Regions from separate parts of the Bombyx mori genome. Here all the other regions are linked to region 1. A link is a contact called in public Hi-C data. All regions are on one chromosome and are shown on one strand. The core of a region is the stretch at or near the end of the contact, and the rest is flanking DNA. Distances in the headings are between cores, read along the strand shown.

Evidence for each region. Hi-C and Micro-C count contacts between places; a contact is called where the count stands out from the background.
Region 2: a contact with region 1 is called in a Hi-C map of middle silk gland, with 1.7 times the contacts expected there. The contact joins the promoter of LOC692809 here to the promoter of LOC101742855 in region 1. A contact is called at or near these places in 2 of 7 Hi-C or Micro-C datasets (middle silk gland and posterior silk gland).
Region 3: a Hi-C map of middle silk gland shows a contact between it and region 1, with 2.1 times the contacts expected there. The contact joins the promoter of LOC101741506 here to the promoter of LOC101742855 in region 1. A contact is called at or near these places in 2 of 7 Hi-C or Micro-C datasets (middle silk gland and whole pupa).

The regions. Positions count from the first base shown.
Region 1 is chr23:7,652,221-7,655,227 of ASM3026992v2, reverse strand. It overlaps LOC101742855 (kelch-like protein 5), which reads right to left and starts at 1,404. Exons shown (of 10, transcript XM_038019222.2): 1 at 955-1,404; 2 at 472-506. The coding sequence starts at 1,187. LOC119630321 (a long non-coding RNA gene) reads left to right here and starts at 2,949. Exons shown (of 5, transcript XR_009976249.1): 1 at 2,949-3,007.
Region 2 is chr23:7,204,356-7,207,362 of ASM3026992v2, reverse strand. LOC692809 (endothelial-monocyte activating polypeptide II) reads left to right here and starts at 1,441. Exons shown (of 3, transcript NM_001046656.1): 1 at 1,441-1,574; 2 at 1,778-2,281; 3 at 2,362-2,686. The coding sequence starts at 1,467. The coding sequence ends at 2,649.
Region 3 is chr23:7,973,756-7,976,762 of ASM3026992v2, reverse strand. It overlaps LOC101741506, which reads left to right and starts at 1,607. Exons shown (of 4, transcript XM_004932571.4): 1 at 1,607-1,862; 2 at 2,701-2,955. The coding sequence starts at 1,838.

The DNA.
Region 1 (3,007 bases), core at 155-2,654:
TTTATAGGTGGGGTGTATTGTGGCTTGTAGAGGTAGTAGTAATAGTTAATAGTATCACGATCCTGCCTTTTTCTACTGTATAGTAATCTGGTGTTTCAGTTTGAAGGACAACATAGGCATTATGATCTATATTGAGACTTTTCTATTCTGTCTCAAGGTAGGTGGTGGCATTTAAATTGTTTTGTCTTTGGCCCTCAATAATCACTTAACTAGGTAGACCATAAACTAAACAGACCATCTACAGAAATATAATAAGATATGTTGTGGGTATTTATCTGCATCACTAAGAAAGGAAAAATTTGATCTTTTATTTGTATCTAGTATATTAATGGCTAATAAATTAACCTATTGTGCCTGTGTAGCAATAGTGAACAAGAGCCTGTAGTGCCTGTGAGTCAATGCGCTCAAGTGTTATTTCCGTTAGCTGAGCCTCACGCAGTGAACCCGTAAACATGGCTGCAAAGTACTCACTGCATGATGCCAATAATACTTTGTGTGCTGGTATCCTAAAATAAAACAAAAATATTGAAAATTTTATTCTCTCATCTTTGATTAACTTGGCAGTAAGTTATTCAAAATTGTGACTTTCAAGTTATGACTAAGTTATTCAAACAAATCATATTTTTATATGGATAGTATGATTTGTTTCATATTTATTCTTTGTTAATTTCTATGCAAGGATAAATATACTGTAATAAATACTGTCTTATGATTTTTGTAATTTCAAGAGCTCTTTTAAAATAAAGTTTAATATAGTTTCAATAATTTCAATTTACAAGCCAATTTTTTTTTTTCTGGAAGCTCAGTATCTTTACCCTATGTAGTCAAAAGCGAATGAAATGTATTTAAAACTATATGTTTTAAACCTTGTTTTTTAAAGCATAATTGCATTATTTAAAATAGCTTCGAATCAAAGCCAAAATAACCGAATTTATAACTAATATATAAGCTTACCTGCATCCATCTGCGATTAAAAATACGTCGCACAATTTCTGTGATTGATAGTATCCGTAAATATTTTTTAAGGCTACTTCAGCGTGTCCCTTATCACAAAAGAACTCATCTTGACTAGATGAACTGGAAAGACTTAGTTGACTAAGTTCTCGAGGTAGTCCTTCATCAATGGAATTTGTGGATATATTGTCTTTCGTAGTTTCTGACTTATGAGAATCGGATCCAGACATCATTAGACAATAGAATTTTAATTTTATTTTAGAACGCTAGTCGGAATAAGAGCAATTTATAACAGAACAAAGCACAACAAAAGCACAAGATAATACAAAATAATGAATATTTTTCAATCAATGCGCATTAGAAAATGAACAATGCAGTGAATATTACTCGAAATTTAAAAACAAAGCGCTATTCCCTGACAGAACAGTCACTGACCTTTCTTTCTGTTTATTTCATTATGGCAATGCTGTTATTGCCAGTGTTGAATTTACAGTCAGTTTGTAAGTACCGGTAAAACGGGGGGACAAATCCCAACTTGGACAATTTTAAGGTATGTAGTTGTTGATGTATAAAATGCTATATCAGGATCAAAATTATTGAATCTTGGGGGTATCTTTGTTACTCAATTTAAAACTATGCAATTAGCATTCCAGTTTAAGCAAAAAGTTGTGATATCCCTATTTACCCGGAAATTGGGGTTAATGGGGTTGAAATTAGTGTCAATTAATAATTTTGCTAGGACTGCCACCACTTGGTTTTTATTAATTAATTTATTTATTTATTTAGTTGCACCAACAAAGTGATCATTTATATATAATATTATTATCTGGTTTAAGAGGTTAGGTGTGTCGGTTATTCCATGGATTAATTTGTATAGAAATATACCACCCATTAGTTTCCTCCGGTTAAAAATAGAGTCAAGATTAAAGTGACGAAGTATGTCTCCATAGCTGGGTAACTTCCTACCCAGACTGTAGCTGTAAGACAAGTTCCATAGAAACCGTTTCTGGACACTTTCCAATCGTTTCTTGTATATCTCATAATAAGGTTTCCAAACAATGCAGCAATATTCTAATGTACTGCGTACGAGAGCATTATATATATTTTATATATAATTCGATCTAAATATCCCTTTATTATGAAGCGTAAGTCATTTATTATATATTCATGCATGGGTTTATTCATTTATTATGTATTTTTCTGCTTCTTCATTTAAACATTTTTGTCCACCTTGAGATTTCATTGTTGTTGTTACATGTCTGTGCAAAACCAACTTACTTATATTAAATTGCTTAGCTATTTCAACTATAGACTTATTCTTAATTTCATAGGCATTGATGTTTTTAATATTAAGGGATCATATCTCTTATAAGGCTCTTTCAAACCAACACGTAACTGATAATATAAATATTTTCCAAACAATAAAATAACACATTAGTAATTAAAAAAAGTTCTAGATAAAAATATCATAAATAAACTAGATTCTTACCAACACATTTAAAAAAGATTGTTATAACTACATAGGCAACCCTACAAACCTGTATTTATTTATACTTAAGTCGTTCCCATTGAACTCATTCTCATCCCAATTGACCCCCTTTTCGTTGTTATTTGTACCTGAGACGTCCCATTATTTCCAAAACAACAGATTTTTACATGTATTTCTATGTTATCAAAAAAAAACATTAAAACCAATAACAACTGAGACTTAGCTTTAATATATATATGATGGCCCAAGCACTAAATATCGTTTATAAATCACAGTCGTCTTCTATTATTGTCAAATAAATAAAAGAGAACAAAGTTTCTAGCACTAAGATAATTATCACCACAAGAAGTTAATTTGAAATGCGATTTTTTAAATGCTAGCAGCTATTGTCATGCATATTCAGAGTTCCTTTGTGAACTTTCAATATTCTACTATTACACTACATAAAAGGGAAGATTTTGCAACGAATTTATAATATAATATTGAGCTCTCAATCCCTAATCACCCCGTTTTACGGTACCTACCTACCTAAGTACTAGAACCTTTAATGTCGTCTAATGTTTG
Region 2 (3,007 bases), core at 192-2,691, 450 kb after region 1:
AAAAATACGGTTAAGTAGTAGCATTTACAGTTTCTTTGCTCAAAATACCAATACAGAAAACACAACAAAAATATATTTAACTTATCACAAATATGGCATATTTTTTTATCAATAAAGTAAGATTGTCTATTAAATGAGATAAATGCTCTGCCGGATGCAGTGAGAAGTGCTTCAACTTTAAAAGAATGGTGTAGGAACATAACTGCATATTGTTTGTTGCTTATAAGCTTTACTTGTAAATATATATATGCGCAATGTAGGCGTGAGGTGATGGTTTGCTTATTAGATGTAACATAATTAATAATTGCGAATTTAATTGTTTTTATGATCGAACAATCACCAAAAGTCGTCGAACAAACGATAATTGATCAAAATTAATTAATCTGAATGATAAAAATAAAGATATCTAGTAAGAGGTGCCAACTTAAGGGTGATCAATTGTTTAAGTAATTATAAATAAATAAAAGACGAACAAACAATTTTTACATTCGAACATTAACGAAGAAACGACGAACAAATAATTATAAATAAAAAAAATCCGAAAATAAAAAAAGGTGGAGCCAAATTCAGTGAGCCGACTGTCAGGGACGCATTCTTGCAGCGATGTAAAATGTACTCTATAGAGTGTAAATTATAGTTGCAATATAATAGCGGACTTTTTGGAGGGAGCGCGAGGAGTGAAGTTGTGTGATTTGTTTTAATTGGCCTATTTAGTGTTTCTTCAGATTTAAATATATAATAATGGTGGTTTATTATCTGTTTAATATCTGTGAAAGTGCACAAATGTGGGAAAATGAAACAAAGCCGCTGGACGTAACTTCTTGGGATCCCCCAAAAAGTCAACTGAAAAAAATCTCAGTAAATGACCACCATTTCATTGAGATTATAGTGTTCTGTGGGCACACTCAAATATATTAAGTGTATATATGGGCACAACAAAGTCAACTTCGGTGTACGGACTTTTTGGCGGGAACGCGAGGAGTGAAGTTGTGTGATTTGTTTTATTTTGTCTCATTAGTGTTTCTTCAGGTTTAAATGTGTAATAACGGTGGTTTATTAACTACTTAGTATCTGTGAAAGTGCACAAATGTGGGAAAATGAAACAAAGATACTGAACGTTACTTCTCGGGATCTTCCAAAAAGTCCACTGTAAAAGTCTCAGTAAATGATCGCCATTTTACTGAGATTATACTTATCATCTCATCCCATATCATCTCATCTCATTTCATTTCATTTCGTTTTCATTTCACTTCATGCCATCTTTCATAATATTTAACTTCTTTTCATCTCATAATATCATTTTCATATAAAAAAGTTACGTATTTTTAAAATTAAAATAAAACTTGACCTACAGGTCTTAGTTACCAGGTCATAAAATCCCATAAAAAAAAACTTCGGTGTACTGTATTATCTATCAATTAACCTTAAAATAAGAATTGTATATCTTAACGTTTTGTTTATCATTTATGTTAAAATTGTCATTTGTATTGCGTAGAAATATGTCTCAGTCAGTTACGAAACTTATAAATAATGCAGATATAGCTGAAAAAAGGCTAGCCGAATTACGTAAAAAGGTTCGTTTGAAAAAAAAGTACGGTTTTTAAGAATACTAATAATGCATATTAAAAAAAACCTGGTTTTTATGTAGCTCCTTAGCCAGCACTAATACAGCATTATATTTTATTCTTTGGGAGTAATAAACAATTTGTTCTGATGTCGTTTATGTTAATCCACTTAAAACACTTGATTAGTAATCGCTCCACGTTTTTTTCTAAAGCTGGAAGAGGTGAAAAAGTTTAAAATAGAAGAAAAGATCAAACAGCTAATACAAGAAAATAATACTTTGTCGGCGAAGGTAAACGCTGCGAAGGCAGAGTTAATAGGTTTGGAAATATCACACGGAAAGAGGCAGTATGCGATACCTGGTAAAACAGACCTGCTGGAAACAACCAAGATTGTTACAACTATTCAAGATTCCGTTTGTAATGAAAAACCAATTATCGATAAAAAGGAGAAGAAAGTCAAAGATTCTAACAAAAAACCCAAAGATAAACCTAGTGAATCGGCTGATATAGCAGTAGATGTAAGGAAACTAGATTTTCGGATTGGAAAAATTGTTGAGATTAGTAAACACCCTGATGCTGATTCTTTGTATGTGGAAAAAATAGACTGTGGTGAAGAAAATCCACGTACTGTTGTGTCTGGTTTAGTAAATCATGTTCCAATAGATGAAATGCGAGAAAGAATAGTTATGGTACTCTGCAACTTGAAACCAGTTAAGGTATTAATATTATAGTTCAGTAAACAAAATCTTACCTATAATATGGTATAATTCATTTCCAAATTTTAATATATTTTTAGATGAGAGGTGTAACATCTGAAGCCATGGTAATGTGTGCATCATCTGCTGAAAAAGTTGAAGTTTTAATACCTCCACCTGATGCTATACCAGGGGATTTGGTTGTATGTGAAGGATATCCTAGAGAGCCTGAAGCTGTGCTTAATCCCAAAAAGAAAATATTTGAGACTTGTGCACCTGATTTAAAAACAAATAATGAAAAGATAGCCTGTTATAAGGGTAATCCAATAATTGTACCAGGAAAAGGTCCAATAATTGCACCAACTTTAATCAATGTTAATGTAAAATAAAATATATAAATCAATAAAATTTCATAATAATTGCAGTAAATTAACTTTACATCACCAGGAGTTGCAGGAAGTATACATCTATAGAGCATTAATTCCTACACTATCTTTTCCTACAATAAATAAAATTAGAATAGTTTACAAAGTAATACCTATTGCATTTCTTAAAAGGATTAATTTCGGATTTTGTTAGGCATTTTACAATTTTATTCAATCCATTAACTTGCTTTTATGTACCACAAACTCCGGTCACAGTCCTCGTTGAGCCCTTCATCGCAAGTGACGGGTTCGACAAAGTAATGAGTGAATTAATCCATAGACACAGCTCACTGAGTTTCTCGCTGGATCTTCTCAGTGGGTC
Region 3 (3,007 bases), core at 358-2,857, 320 kb before region 1:
AGTAGCTTGACTCTGCCCCTGGCATTTCTGACGTCTATGAGCGACGGTAACCACTCACTATTAGGTGGGCCGTACGCTCGTCTACCTACACGGGCAATAAAAAATTATAATAAAACTGACACCTAAAAAAGTCATAGTCACTGTTTGGTAGTATGGTGCCAGTATAATTAATCGCAGCTTCTTACCAAATAGCACCAGCATTACTGCGAATGTGGACTGTGATGAACTAGGCACAATGATGGAGAAGCTCCCGAATCTCTGGCCAGCCTTGGTTAACCCCTTGTCCTTGCTGCGATAACGATCGACCTCATACGGCACAACAGACGGTCTCTAAGCTACAAGAGTTAGAATTGTAAGTTTTGCGTTATCCACCATACTCACCACACCTAACAGCAACAGACAGCTTTTCCAAAGTTGGGACAACTTTTTGGCAACATTTTTTTTAAAATGCCTTTGAAGAGTTTTTTAGTTCCCGTACACTTGACTTCTTCAAGTAGGGCATTGAAACATTACCACGGCGCCGCGCTGGCAGAGATGTATCGATACTATGGGTGCATATTTTGATCGACAGAAACAAAAAAAACCATAAATAAAAATTATGTAACTTTCTGTACAGGTACTAAAAGGCTCATTGTCAGCTGTCTCTCCATAAACTTTCTCGTCAACAACTTCGACTTCACATAAAGCCCATTCTAAATAATCCTGGTATATGAAAATGTTGAAACTGTAAGCTTAAATCTATAAAACAATAGCTTTAATATTGTTAAACCCACTATTGTGAGTATGCTCTAGCCTTAAATTACTTAGAAAAATTCTAGCTATTTATTAGTTTTAGATATTAATTAATACTAGAGGTCCCGCAGTAGTCGAAATTCGACTATAATTAATTGGAATTGTAAGTTTGTACACTATTATAATTGTATTTTATACTTCTATAATTACAAATTTCGCCAAGACTACACTATAAAAAATATTAACAAAGACAAACAATATTTAAGCTATTATCAATTTGACAACAGACGTCAAGAACAAAAGTTTAACAATAAATAGTATGCATGCGTGTGTGCGTCAAATACATGGTATGTAGTGTGTGTAATGTTTTCTTTATTGATTTAATGTATCTTTTATGCATTGTTTTCAAAAAATATTAGCATTGTGCACTTCTTCTCTATATTCTCTATAAGTGTTTAAAATTTCATACTCCTCCGTCTGCGCAATTTTCGTAAAAAGGGATAAGTGCAAAGTTTTTGCTTCACGTATTATTATATAGATTTGTCCAGTATCGCGTTACTCCAGAAATAAATAATTATACATCGTTTTGAATATGGATGAGGAAATTTTTGTTTTTCATTATTTATTGCCGTAAAGCCAATCGGGCTGAAAGTTAAAGGTAATGCTTACTTAAGGTAGAGGTATTTCATTCATAATCAAGTATTTGGTATAAAATTAAAAATAGCTAAAGTTAAGAAACTATGATTTGACCATCTCTTTTACAACACAGTTGAAATCGAAAGCTAAAAAGAGTTAAGCAAAACAAGCAGTAGGTATCCAATTAATATCACATGACTATAGCCAATTCATTTGACGTTTGACAACTTTTCTTTGACATTTTGCACTCTCCCAGAACGAAACTGTCAGTCGAACTGTTCCAAATGTTCCAATAATATTTTATTTATGTCAAAATAAAAAAGTGATTTTAATTTGTGAAATCTATAAATTATTAAATTGCAGTACAAAGAGCAGGGTAACTGATTCAGCGAACGCTGAATCTGAAACATACTTCTGTAGATTTTCTTATTAGTGTTAGTTCAAATGTGCAAATGAACAGCGCAAAATAATGGGTTGCCTTTCGTGGATTCGAGGTATGACGTTTTTTGCAGATTTTCCTTAATTGTTCGATATTGTTTAGTACTACCGACTTATTATATGTTCTAATACTGTAGTTTAAATAGTGAAAATTAGTACAGACGTCATTTATATTGTATTTAATATTCTTTTGAAAATACTTAGGTAATATAACCGATGATAATACAACACCGTAAGTGTGAATTATAACCATGACTGCCTGCTGTATTCAAAACTTTTGTATAAAGCGTTTAAATCCTATGTATATATATATATATATATACGTTTGTTAGAACAAAAGTTAATGGGTATGATTTGTACCAAGACCTCCTGCAATCACTATTTTTAGACGAAAACAAATGTTTGAAATGAATCTAGTAATTAGCAGTTTCTTTACTAAAGTATGCAAATTGTTCATGTTGAGGAAGTAAAAGTGACTTTGATGTAGATACTAATATTTAGGCAAGGTTTGTTTTATCAGATTAATATGTATATATGGATCTTAAAAATTTTTAAACTAAATAATTCATGCATGAGAATAGTAAATAAAAATATTAATATTGATTCACTAAGTTTCAGATTCTCAATTCTTTTAAAACATTATATTTACACTATAACAATTGTTTGAAAGCTGTAATTTTTATAACAATAAAGAATCCACCAGACTCTTAAAAATGTATATATATAATATAATATTTCCTCATCCATTAGGTACTGCCAATATAATTTAACTATCATTGTTATAATAATTTTGTTGGTGCACATTTTTGTTTTGCAAAGCTTTGAACAACACTGAACTTTCTACTATGCTACTATACTTCTTTTTTACTAATGTCATAACTTTCTTCTTTTCAGAATTTAAAATGCCCTTTTCTTTTAAGGACAAAGAGTTAAATAAAATTGCAGCATTCTTCAACATCACTACTTTTCTGCTAACCTGTGCAGCTTTAGTACAACCCAGCTGGTTCCGTATTAGAGGACTTCATTGTACACAGAGTTTGGCATTAACTCAGTTTTTTTCATTTGATGGTGATGACGACTTAGGTGAAGATGATCAGATAAATATACATCAAGATAGCATTTTTAACCAAAAAATTGAGTTTGATAAAAGTAAGTGAAGTATAGTAGTTTCTTTGGTTTTCATTAGAGGTAAACATAATTA